Regions from separate parts of the Bombyx mori genome. Here region 2 is linked to region 1. Evidence: chromatin contacts called from public Hi-C data. All regions are on one chromosome and are shown on one strand. Each heading gives the region's core, a stretch centred on a gene start, on an enhancer-like site or on the middle of the called end of the contact. The rest is flanking DNA. Distances are from core to core; before and after follow the strand shown. Region 1 holds the start of LOC101738941 (beta-alanine-activating enzyme). Region 2 holds the start of LOC101738398 (dolichyl-phosphate beta-glucosyltransferase).

The links. Hi-C and Micro-C count contacts between places; a contact is called where the count stands out from the background.
Region 2: a Hi-C map of midgut shows a contact between it and region 1, with 2.7 times the contacts expected there. The contact joins the promoter of LOC101738398 here to the promoter of LOC101738941 in region 1. A contact is called at or near these places in 3 of 7 Hi-C or Micro-C datasets (middle silk gland, midgut and posterior silk gland).

What each region holds. Positions count from the first base shown.
Region 1 is chr13:13,896,486-13,901,662 of ASM3026992v2, forward strand. It overlaps LOC101738941 (beta-alanine-activating enzyme), which reads left to right and starts at 1,298. Exons shown (of 6, transcript XM_004927706.5): 1 at 1,298-1,790; 2 at 2,565-3,394; 3 at 3,611-4,481; 4 at 4,796-5,111. The coding sequence starts at 1,558.
Region 2 is chr13:14,030,798-14,036,147 of ASM3026992v2, forward strand. LOC101738398 (dolichyl-phosphate beta-glucosyltransferase) reads right to left here and starts at 3,110. Exons shown (of 6, transcript XM_004927702.5): 1 at 2,774-3,110; 2 at 2,497-2,671; 3 at 1,207-1,415; 4 at 912-1,126; 5 at 627-764; 6 at 1-67. The coding sequence starts at 2,845.

The DNA of each region.
Region 1 (5,177 bases), core at 48-2,547:
GCCCTACCTACTAAACGACTCCTCTACACTCTTCGCCCAAGGGTCCGATCCCCTCTGAGGTCAGAACCCGGATGAGGTAGGGGGGTTACCGCGGTCAACACTGCAACCAGACAGCGCAGCTCGACCCAAGGACGCCCGGCCGACGGAGTCTTCGAGGCGAATCGAAGGCTCTGAAACGTCGGCCGTCTCGGTACGGCAGCCCGTTAGGCCGCCCAGACGGTGCCGCTGGTGTCCCGGAATGCCCCGCTGTACCAGAACCAGCCTGCCGGGTCGGAACGCGATATACTGCCAACCGGTTGCTCTTTCGTATCTCCTTGGCAGCGCGCTAGAATGCTGATAGCGCGTCGCGCGGCCTCTACCCCCTCACGTCGCCCCTTAACCTTCACGGGGGGAAGCCGCTACCTACAGAGGCCCGGACGTACGGGCGTAGTCCTCCGGCCCCCGGGACAGATGATAAAACATTTTTTTTAATTTAAAATTCTTGCATTTACCTTTACATTTTAACCGATTTCATTTTTATTCATCTTTAAAAATAATCCTTTGTATATTATTTTGGTAATTTCAATCCAGTTATTGTAAGACCCCATGATACCATATCCATACCCATAAATAGTCCCTTTGTCCTAATTAAGCGCTTTTAATGGAAATATTCTATCTAAAGGTACGAACTAACACGTACTACATAGTAGACCGGAAATCATAAAACACCATATTACACTCCAAATACATAATACACTTACATAGTTGGTGCCAGTCGAGCCTGAAACCTATAACAAATCAATCCTCCATACTCACTACTTCATTATTTATATGGCTTTTTGGCGGGAACGCGAGGAGTGAAGTTGTGTGACTTGTTTTATTTTGTCTCTTTGGGGTTTCTTTAGGTTTAATTGTGTAAGAACGGTGGTTTATTAACTGTTTAGTATCCGTGAAAGTGCCCAAATGTGGGAAAATCAAACAAAGCCGCTGAACGTAACTTCTCGGGATCCTCCAAAAAATCCACTGAAAAGTCTCAGTAAATGACCACCATTTTATTGAGATTAAATTTTTTACTATATCATTTCATCTCATTTCATTTCACTTCATATTATCATTTTTCATAAAAATAAGAATATAAATTAAAATAAGACTTGACCTAAAGGCCTTCATTACCAGGTCATAAAATCCCTTTAAAAAAAACAGAGACAGACTATACCGTACCAGATTGTACAGAACAATATTGTGTATAATCTATGGTAAAGGATGTATGGGCTTAGATCCCCTTGCCTTTCCTAACAAGGAAAAATTGTACCAAAAAAAAAAACTATGGTACAGAAAAATAAACACAAACAAAAATTTCATAAAAAAAAATATTTATTTATTAATTTTGAATTTAATGTAGAAGAGGTCATAGACATAGATACATAATACTCACAATATTTTTATCAGAAGTTACATAGCAAAAAGTAGTTTTGATAGACACAATCATAATTTTCAACTAGGACCACCACTTAAATCAAATGAAATCTAAGATAATTATATGAAATTTTTTAAAGATGAAATTTAAACTATCTATAAATGGTGACAATGAATCGCAGTTATTATGATGTTTTTATGCGAACTTGCGCGAGAAGTCCCGGTAACGTTGCCATTAGACAATACGAATGCGGAAAATATCATACATATACTTATTCAGAATTATACGGAGTCTGCGAATACGTGTCGCAGAACTTGCAACAGTTAAAATGCAACAAAGGTGTCATAGCATTGGTTTCGGAAAAGAATGCAATCATACCTTCGGTTATAGCAGCGTAAGTATTTCGTTAACTGTCCACTGAGACAAATTTTTTGTTGCCTCGCCAACCCTATATCTGAAACTATTACTATGTCGTAGTGTTATTGGTAGGAAGACAGCACCTTGGAATTACTGACACTCTTCATATACCGAGGTCAATCTTGGCATTCACATTGCAATTTTATGAACTCGAGTTACCACTTAATACCAAGTGTGCTCACACACACTTATTATAATAAAATTGAAAGTGTTCCATAATACAGTTCTATTTAAAGCTACTACACTACGACTTTGTATTCTGCCTGCATGTCATCACTTAGTACATTAATTACTTAACTTATTTGAAATGTTTTTTATTCACAATGCCGACCTAAACAATTTAAAGATTATTGATCCTGAAATATGAGTTTATAAAAATTAGACAATTTAAAATTTCTTATTGACTGTGGCTCTTTCTGAAATTATACCAAATCTGGACATTAAATTAACATGCAGTTGGAAGCTATTTAGACTCTGTTATCAGCATACTCCTTGTTTCCTCCTATGTTCACATAAGATTATGCAAATTAAAAAAGTTTTTTGTTTGTTTGGTGTGTTATCTGCTATCTGCATGTACTATAAGCAGATGTGCTGTGAGATTGGCAGTGTGTCCTCTAGCTCTTCATCAAGAGGTCATACTTAAAAATGTCCATATAAATAAGCCATGTCCTTTACTATTATATGAAAAATTCTATACCATTGCCCCAAAGGTTGTTTATATGGAATAATAATCTACTTTTATTTGTTTAAGGGCACACAAATGTTGTACCTCTTTTATATTTTTGAATTCTCCTCAAGACATAGAGATTATTACTGGGAAAATCAAATTGTCTGCAGTAATTGTGATCAACAAAAACAGAGATAATGTTCAATTGGAATTATTTGGAAAAAAACCTGACACAACAGCTTCAATGTTTGATTTGAACATACTCTTCTACAGTTGTGATACTACTGCTGAAAATAATTTTGTATCTCAACACTCATTTATAGCAACAACCTCAGGCAGCACCGGGGAACCTAAGCACATACAAGTGCCAATACAATGCCTACAACCAAACATTGATGATTTAACTAAACTATTTAGCATTACCTCAAAAGATGTTATCTATTTTTCAACTCCACTGACCTTTGATCCATCTATGGTTGAAATATTACTTGCATGTACAAATGGAGCATCACTTCTTATTGCACCAGACCTCACAGAAGTATTATTTCATGAGGACAATGACAATTCTGTAACATTCTGGCAGACAACACCATCAAAATTTTTTCAACATTCTAATGAAAATATCAAGAATAAAATATTATGTGCTAGATCTACACTCAAAGTGTTGGCTTTAGGAGGTGAACCGCTTAATGGAATTAAAATACTGAAAGAGCTAAAACATAAGAATAATAAAACTAGAATATTCACATTATATGGAGTTACAGAGATGTCATGTTGGGCAAGTGTAGCAGAACTTGATCTAAATAAAGTTACTACAGGAGACAAGGAAGTGCCATTGGGAAACTGCCTATCGGAAACAGAATTATTTGTTCAACCTCATGAGAAAAATAATACTATGGGTAAAATTATATTGGGTGAGTTAAATTTTAAGTGCACCAAATTTATACTAAATATAATATGGTTTCAAAATGCAAGTGTTGTCAAAATTAATTATTTTTAAGTGAATTAACCATGGTTTTCTATATTACAATGTTATACTTGATAACTTATTTGTAAATAAACATGCAAATCCTAGCTGTCACTGCCAGTTTTTATTAAAATATTACCAAAAAATATTTATTTCATTTCAGCTAGCAAAACAAGAAAATGTATTCTTCTTAATAGAAAGAATGGAAACAAAGAAGAAAATAGTATAAAGTTTATTGACACAGGTGACATTGGTGAGATAAGGAATGGGACTGTGTTTTATAGAGGCCGTGTAGATGACACAATAAAAAGATTTGGTCATAAAATCAATTTACATTCTATAGAATCTACTGTGATGCAGTGTCCAAGAGTAAGGTCTTGTTCATGTGTGTGGCTGCAAACCCCTCTCCTCCTCATTGTATACTTCTCAGCTGAAACATTGAGCAGTCAGGAATTATTGGACTTCCTTAAATGTAAGCTTGATGAAAAATACTGGCCAGATAAGGTGATCAGAGTGGATACTTTGCCTACTAATGCTCATGGAAAGACTTCTAAAGAAATCCTAGTCAATATCTATAAAAAATCAAACATACTACAAAATGTGGAAAATATCAAATCATATCTTTTTAAAGAATTAAAGGCTTTAGTAAATAAAGATTTGAATTATGAAGATCTTCAAAGTAAAAGTTTTTTTTCACTTGGTGGTACGTCATTCCTAGCAGTAACAATTTGCAATAAACTTTCATTAACTTTCCCTGAAGTAGGAAAACATATTTTACCACATTTATTATCACATAATAAAAGTATTGGTGATGTTTTAAAAACTATTACCCAAGACACAAACTGCTTAGAAAATAAATTCAAAAAGAGTATCAAAAGAAACCGATCTACAAGCAGCCATGGTGAAAATAGCATATCTTACAAAAAAGGTGCCGGTGGCATTAGAAATTCTAATACAGTGGAGTTTGTTGTCCAATGGACTTTTGATACTGGGAAATGTGTTGATGCTTCTCCTGCACTCTATAAAAGTGAAAGGTGAGTTATCCAGAAACCTACAAGGCTTTAATGTCGAAATTATATATATATATATAAAATTTAGTAATAAAATGTAAACATCTCCAGGCCCAGTTAGTGAAGGTTTTTCAAACATAAAAATTGCATTATGAGTTAAAGCAATATCCACTGAGCGGAACAGAATAAATTTCGTAATTACAGTGTTGGTTAACTCAGCTTATTCACTGCTTTTTATGCTGTTACCTAAATGGTTTTTTTTTGGGTATTGAATGGTGTATTGAATATACTCACATTCTTCTGAAAATTCTGACAATACTTCCCAACCTTGTTTGCAGTGTGCTGTATGTCACCGTCGGGAGCCACTCAGGAAAAATCGTGGTTATGAACGCTAACACCGGTTTTATACAAGGTCTGATTAAGTTGAAATCACGAATTGAAGCTCCGATCCTGTGTGTGCACGATGAATGCGTGACATCACCTTGCGGCGTTGTTGGCACATACGATGGTACTGTGATCTGCTTTCTTCTCGAAAATTGCTCAGTAATATGGCAAATCAATGTTGGTTCCATGATTAAAAGTAAAGCAACATACTGTAAAGGAGTTTTATACATTGCATCATATGATGGTAACATACGATGCATTGACATCTTGGTAAGCAATGACTAGACTATGCTACTACACTCGCGAGCAAAAGTTTGGAATCACTTACTTGAAATT
Region 2 (5,350 bases), core at 1,860-4,359, 140 kb after region 1:
CACTGGTATTTCGGATATTGGAATGTTTAATTTTTGTGCGATATACAATAACTCTACATCAAATGCCCTGAAAATGAATACATATTGTGTTAAATTATAGACAATATAATTACCATTCATAATAATATATTGAGGTTGAAATGTATTGAATTATTGAGGAGCTGTTTAAATACGTCTGTAAGAACATCCATATTGCTCATTGCTGATATGGTAAGTTCACACGATAGTGGTTGGTACCACCTGGCTGTTTATTACTGCTTTGAAGCAGTAATGCAGTTCGATTCGGTTCGAAGGGATAAATGAAATTGGATATGGATACATTACAATAAAATTTAAACTGCTACTTTATGTAGTGAAGGCTTCAGTAATCACTAAGCACCAGGTGGTACTTGAGTTAATTTATCTGTCTTAGCAATAAAAAAGGTCAATCGAAAATTTGCGCACAGAAATTATGTGATATGTTTTTCTACATCTTCCAATTAGTCTGGTTTACTTTAAGTAGGTACTCTCAAGTGAAGCAAATGTCTGAACTGGTTGCTACAAAGCCTTTATTTTTGTCTCACATACTATAAAAGGAAAGGTTTTAATTCAGTAAAAGCTAAACAGGAATTGAAATATTGCCTTACCATCTGTTTACATGTAAGCTTTCAAAACATATTCTTGCTGCTTTTCTAGTGAAAAGTTTGAAGCCACACTGTGTGTCTTTTATACCTTTTACAGTGAACAACCAGACCAGAAAATGAAATCCATACATAAGTATATTCCTGTAACATGTTATATTGTTTTAACATTTATAATCCCATTTGAAATATGAATGAACAGGTGATGTGTTACGACATTATAGCTTTGCATGAAAATTAACTGTGTAAGAACATGACTTCTGTACTTGTAGGCAGTACTTTTAGATATACCTAAAAATATTCCTTTTTGCTAAAGATTCCTTTTCAAGATGAGCCCTCGAACCAATTACAATTCCTAGACTTTCACTAGTTGTTTTAACATCTTTGAGGGGATCACATTTCACAATATCCTTTAGGGCGACTTCTAATTTCGTCAAATCTTCAAATTTTGAGGCACCATCTGCATCTGCAAACAATATCGTTGCACCTCTCGAACTTTGTATGCCCTGAAATTTTATAATGTTTATTTATCAGAGGTTAAAAAAAACTATTTATATTTAAAATTATTATAGAAATGAAACACTACCAGTCTGACTGCTCCTCCTTTTCCTCTGTTCTTTATTAACTCTAGGCATTTCACTTTGTCACTACCATATTTTATGGAGTAGCTCTCGGCTACTTTAACTGTGCTGTCTTTACTTCCGTCACTCACTATGATTATTTCATATTTGTATGAAGGGTTTTCTTTTTGTCGGTTCTCCAAGAACTCAATTGTTTCATCCAACATGGGTGGCACTGAGGAATATCAATCATCAGTGAACAAACTGTTAAAAATGATCAAAAATACTCAGACTGAACTGTAATTTGAATCAGGTGATAGTCAATTGTCAATCTAAGTAGAAGATTTAAGTAGAAGATTTGAGTAAGACTAAGTAGAAGTAGAAGACTAGCATTTGATGGAAGTAACAAATGTTGATAATGTGTCAATTGTGAATACAAATGATATTAAATGCCATAGATTTAAGAAAGTTAATTCCAGATAATTTTTAGTTTCTTTAATGTACACATTCCAGTTGGTATTTAGTTGGCACTGGAGCCTATTGTTATCAGAAACCAAACTAGACACTGAGACGTCAGTTTGGAAACTGATTGACTTGCAAACGGACTGTTGAAACAGTTTCACATTAGGATCTTAACAGAGGACTTAAACTTTGACAAAAAAGTACTTGTCACTGCTCTCAAATCATTAAGTAAAATCTTCACTGTATCACAAAATGACTTTAAAACATTTTTATATATTTTTGGAAGCTCATTTTACTTATTCTCTATTTGAATTTCTTATAACTTTAATATGAAATATTTTTAAAAACTTAGAAGAATTAATAGATCAATACACATTATATTCATTGAAAAAAAAAAAAACAATAAAAATAGAAATATTAACTAAGAGCAGTAGAACAAAAATCAATTTTCTGCCTGCCTTATTTGATCATATAAATCTTCAGAAGTAAAATACTAATTTTCGTGTGGTGTTCAAAGGTAGACCAGTTACTTTCCAGATACTTTCTTTCCTTAAATCAGATTTTGAAAAAAAGCAGTGATCATCTAAATATTTTTGGAATTTACTTTTAAACCATTGGATTTTCAAAGTTACTTAGCAAATAATCTTATTATAATAAAAGTAACTGTCTGTCTGTTGTTTCCATGCCCAAAGTAGTGAAATAATTTTGATGAAATTTATAATTAAATGGCTTACACCCTGAGAACATATATGCTACCTTTCATCTTACTGAGGAGCTCAGGACCTGCATGAACCAGGAAATGAAGTACAAGCAAAACTGTAGGCCAAAAGATAGTTCCACATAAAGTTACTTACGTCTTTTTTCTTCATTATATGCAGGAACAACTACACTTAAGCTAACAGATTCTTCTTCAAGTATAGAGGGGAATCTCAGTTTAGTATTTGTTAAGTAATCATTGTATGTTTCTTCATCTTTATACCGCTCCACAACAGGATACGTATCGGTTATTATATATAGTATTATAACGAGCTAAAAAAATATCGACAAGTTAATATTGTGATATTTTTACAGGTTGAAATTAAAGTAATTTAACAGTTTTAAGATTATTAAAGATTAAGTCAACAAACTTACCACAATTAATAGAGCCAACGCTATAGCAATACCATATAAAACCATTACCAGAAATATTGTTAAGAGATCCATCTTACAATATAATTTAGTTTAGTTCATAGATTATACATTTAAGTTTAGTTAAATTTGTTTTAAACCTTCATTTCTTTTGTTTTAATAAATAAATGAAGAATTAATTATCCTTCTTTGACCAATTATTTTTGGTATCTACGATCAGAAATGATAGTTACAGTATATACATACGTGTAAGTATTTGATTCAACTTGGTTTATGTGTATTATCTATGAACTTGGTTTTCAAATTTTATTCACGAGGTAAACAGTCAAAAGACTGACAAACTTGACAGATATTTGCTTGTCACATTTGATTGGTAGTTTTCCAACGGCAAGGCGACGATATTACATCATACAGCCATAAATATATATTTTCTGAAATATGAAAAATAATATGGATAAAATGAGGTGAAGTCTGGTGAAGTTGTTTTTTTTGAGATTGTAATCAATTGTGATAAAATTCTATGAAACGAGATGAGATAGATAGATGAAATATAGTTTCAGTAAAATGATAACTCTTTATAGAAACTTAAGTGGAGTTTTTAGCAGAATCCGAGAAGCCATGTCCAGCGACTGTTTCATTTTCCCACGTTCATGCATTGTGACATATGCTAAACAGTAAAAGAAACACCGTTATTACACGTTTAAGTATGAAAAGACACTCGTCTAATCGACCGCTCATTGCTGATCGTGATGCGCCTGCCTGAGACGGTTTCCTGTGATCTGTAGTCACTTATGTCGGTCAGTGACAATGTGACACAGAAAAGTGCGACGCTCAGTCTCGGGTAAACATGCTCGAACGCTTGATCAATGATTACGTAGTCTATCTTTTTTAACTGTAACCCCTGGATTTCCATCCACTGTTCCCAACTTCGCTCCTCGTATTCCCAGCAAAAAGTCCATTGTTTTTGAAAACGAAAAAGAAATTTTTTTTTATTCATCACCTCTTTTTTGGTAGCAGTGGGTAAGGGGCTATTCCAATTACGTTCAGCTTGGTAAGAGAGCCCCGTGTGGGCTCAACTTGGGAGGATTTTTTTGCACTAGGCCTACCAAGAACAGTGCTTCGCTAAATCTTTCACATTTCAGATCGGAATCGCAACCAGCTGAGAAGAACCGGCGAGAAACTCAGTGGAGCGTGTCTATGGGCTAGTTTGGACGTCGAACTATTGACCGAGACCAGAACGGCAACCGGTGCTTGGAGACCATAGAAGCACCGAGCGGATTCGGTGGATCCGAAAAGATATAATTTGGCTAAGGCGGGCGCTAAGGCGGCTTTGTGCTGTCCCGTCGCCTGGGAGAGTTTTCGTGTTTATTATATGTACTTATTGAACGTACCCATTACTGTTGTGCATTATACTGTGCACTTCTAGCTTCCAGTAGTAACCAGTTTCTGAAGACGATGTTGGGGAAAAGATCACGTCGAGGTCACTAAATTCGGGAATATTATACTATGGAATGTACTATACTATGGCTTTCTATGGACCGTCAGAATAACACTCCAAGCAGATTAAACAATATTTTATTTTCAATAATTACCACAAATCTGTAACAAACTAATATGTTTTTTATGTTCTTACCTTGTATTCTGTATTTCTTATTTGTTTTCTTTTAGAACACCCTATTAAGGACATACACAGTTACAATTTAAATATATACAGTTTTTTTGTTGCTTAGATGGGTGGATGAGCTCACAGCCCACTTGGTCTTAAGTAATTACCGGAGCCCACAGTATATTATGCTTATTAAGCAACATCAATGCCCTCATACAAATTCAGATATGAGTTCTAAGTTTTAGTTTATACAGTACAACGGCTGCCTCACCCTTCAAACCAAAACGCATTATTGCTTCACGACCAAAATAGTTAAGGTAATCACCCTCAGTTAGGTAATTATGATTTTTGCAGGTTTTATTGTTTATACACGATGTTATTCCTCCTACGTGGAAGTTATTCGTAAGTATTTGTTACGTAGGTACCTACATATTTAATTAGAAAAATGTGTACCTGCCTGCGGGATTCGAACACTGGCACAGTCGCATTGCATGATATCAATGCACCAGGCGTCTTATCCGGGCGGCCACGACGACTTCAAAACTAGAGGTATCCATTTAGTAAGTGTGTACCGTTGTATAAAAATATTGGGTTGACTTTAGTACTTATTTATGTCATAATTTTTATTTTTGTCTTTTCGACAGTTTGTCTGTTTCCGCACATCTCAGGATTTGCTGAAAGGATTTTCGTGTAGTTCTCACGGATAAACAAAAACTAATTTGGAGTAGAATATTTAGTTTGTTTCATTAAAATCGGATGCTGCAAAAAAATATCGTCAGTAAAGCTTTTCGGAATTCACTTTAGTACTAATCTATTTTAGAAATGGAATAGTGATTTATATTAGCAATATAATTCTCTGCACGTTATGTTTTCTCGTCCAAGCCACTGAACCGATTTTAATGAAATTCGGTATGGATATAGCTTGAGCCCTGAAAAAACACATTTCATCGTACCACTAAACACGTCTCAGTTCT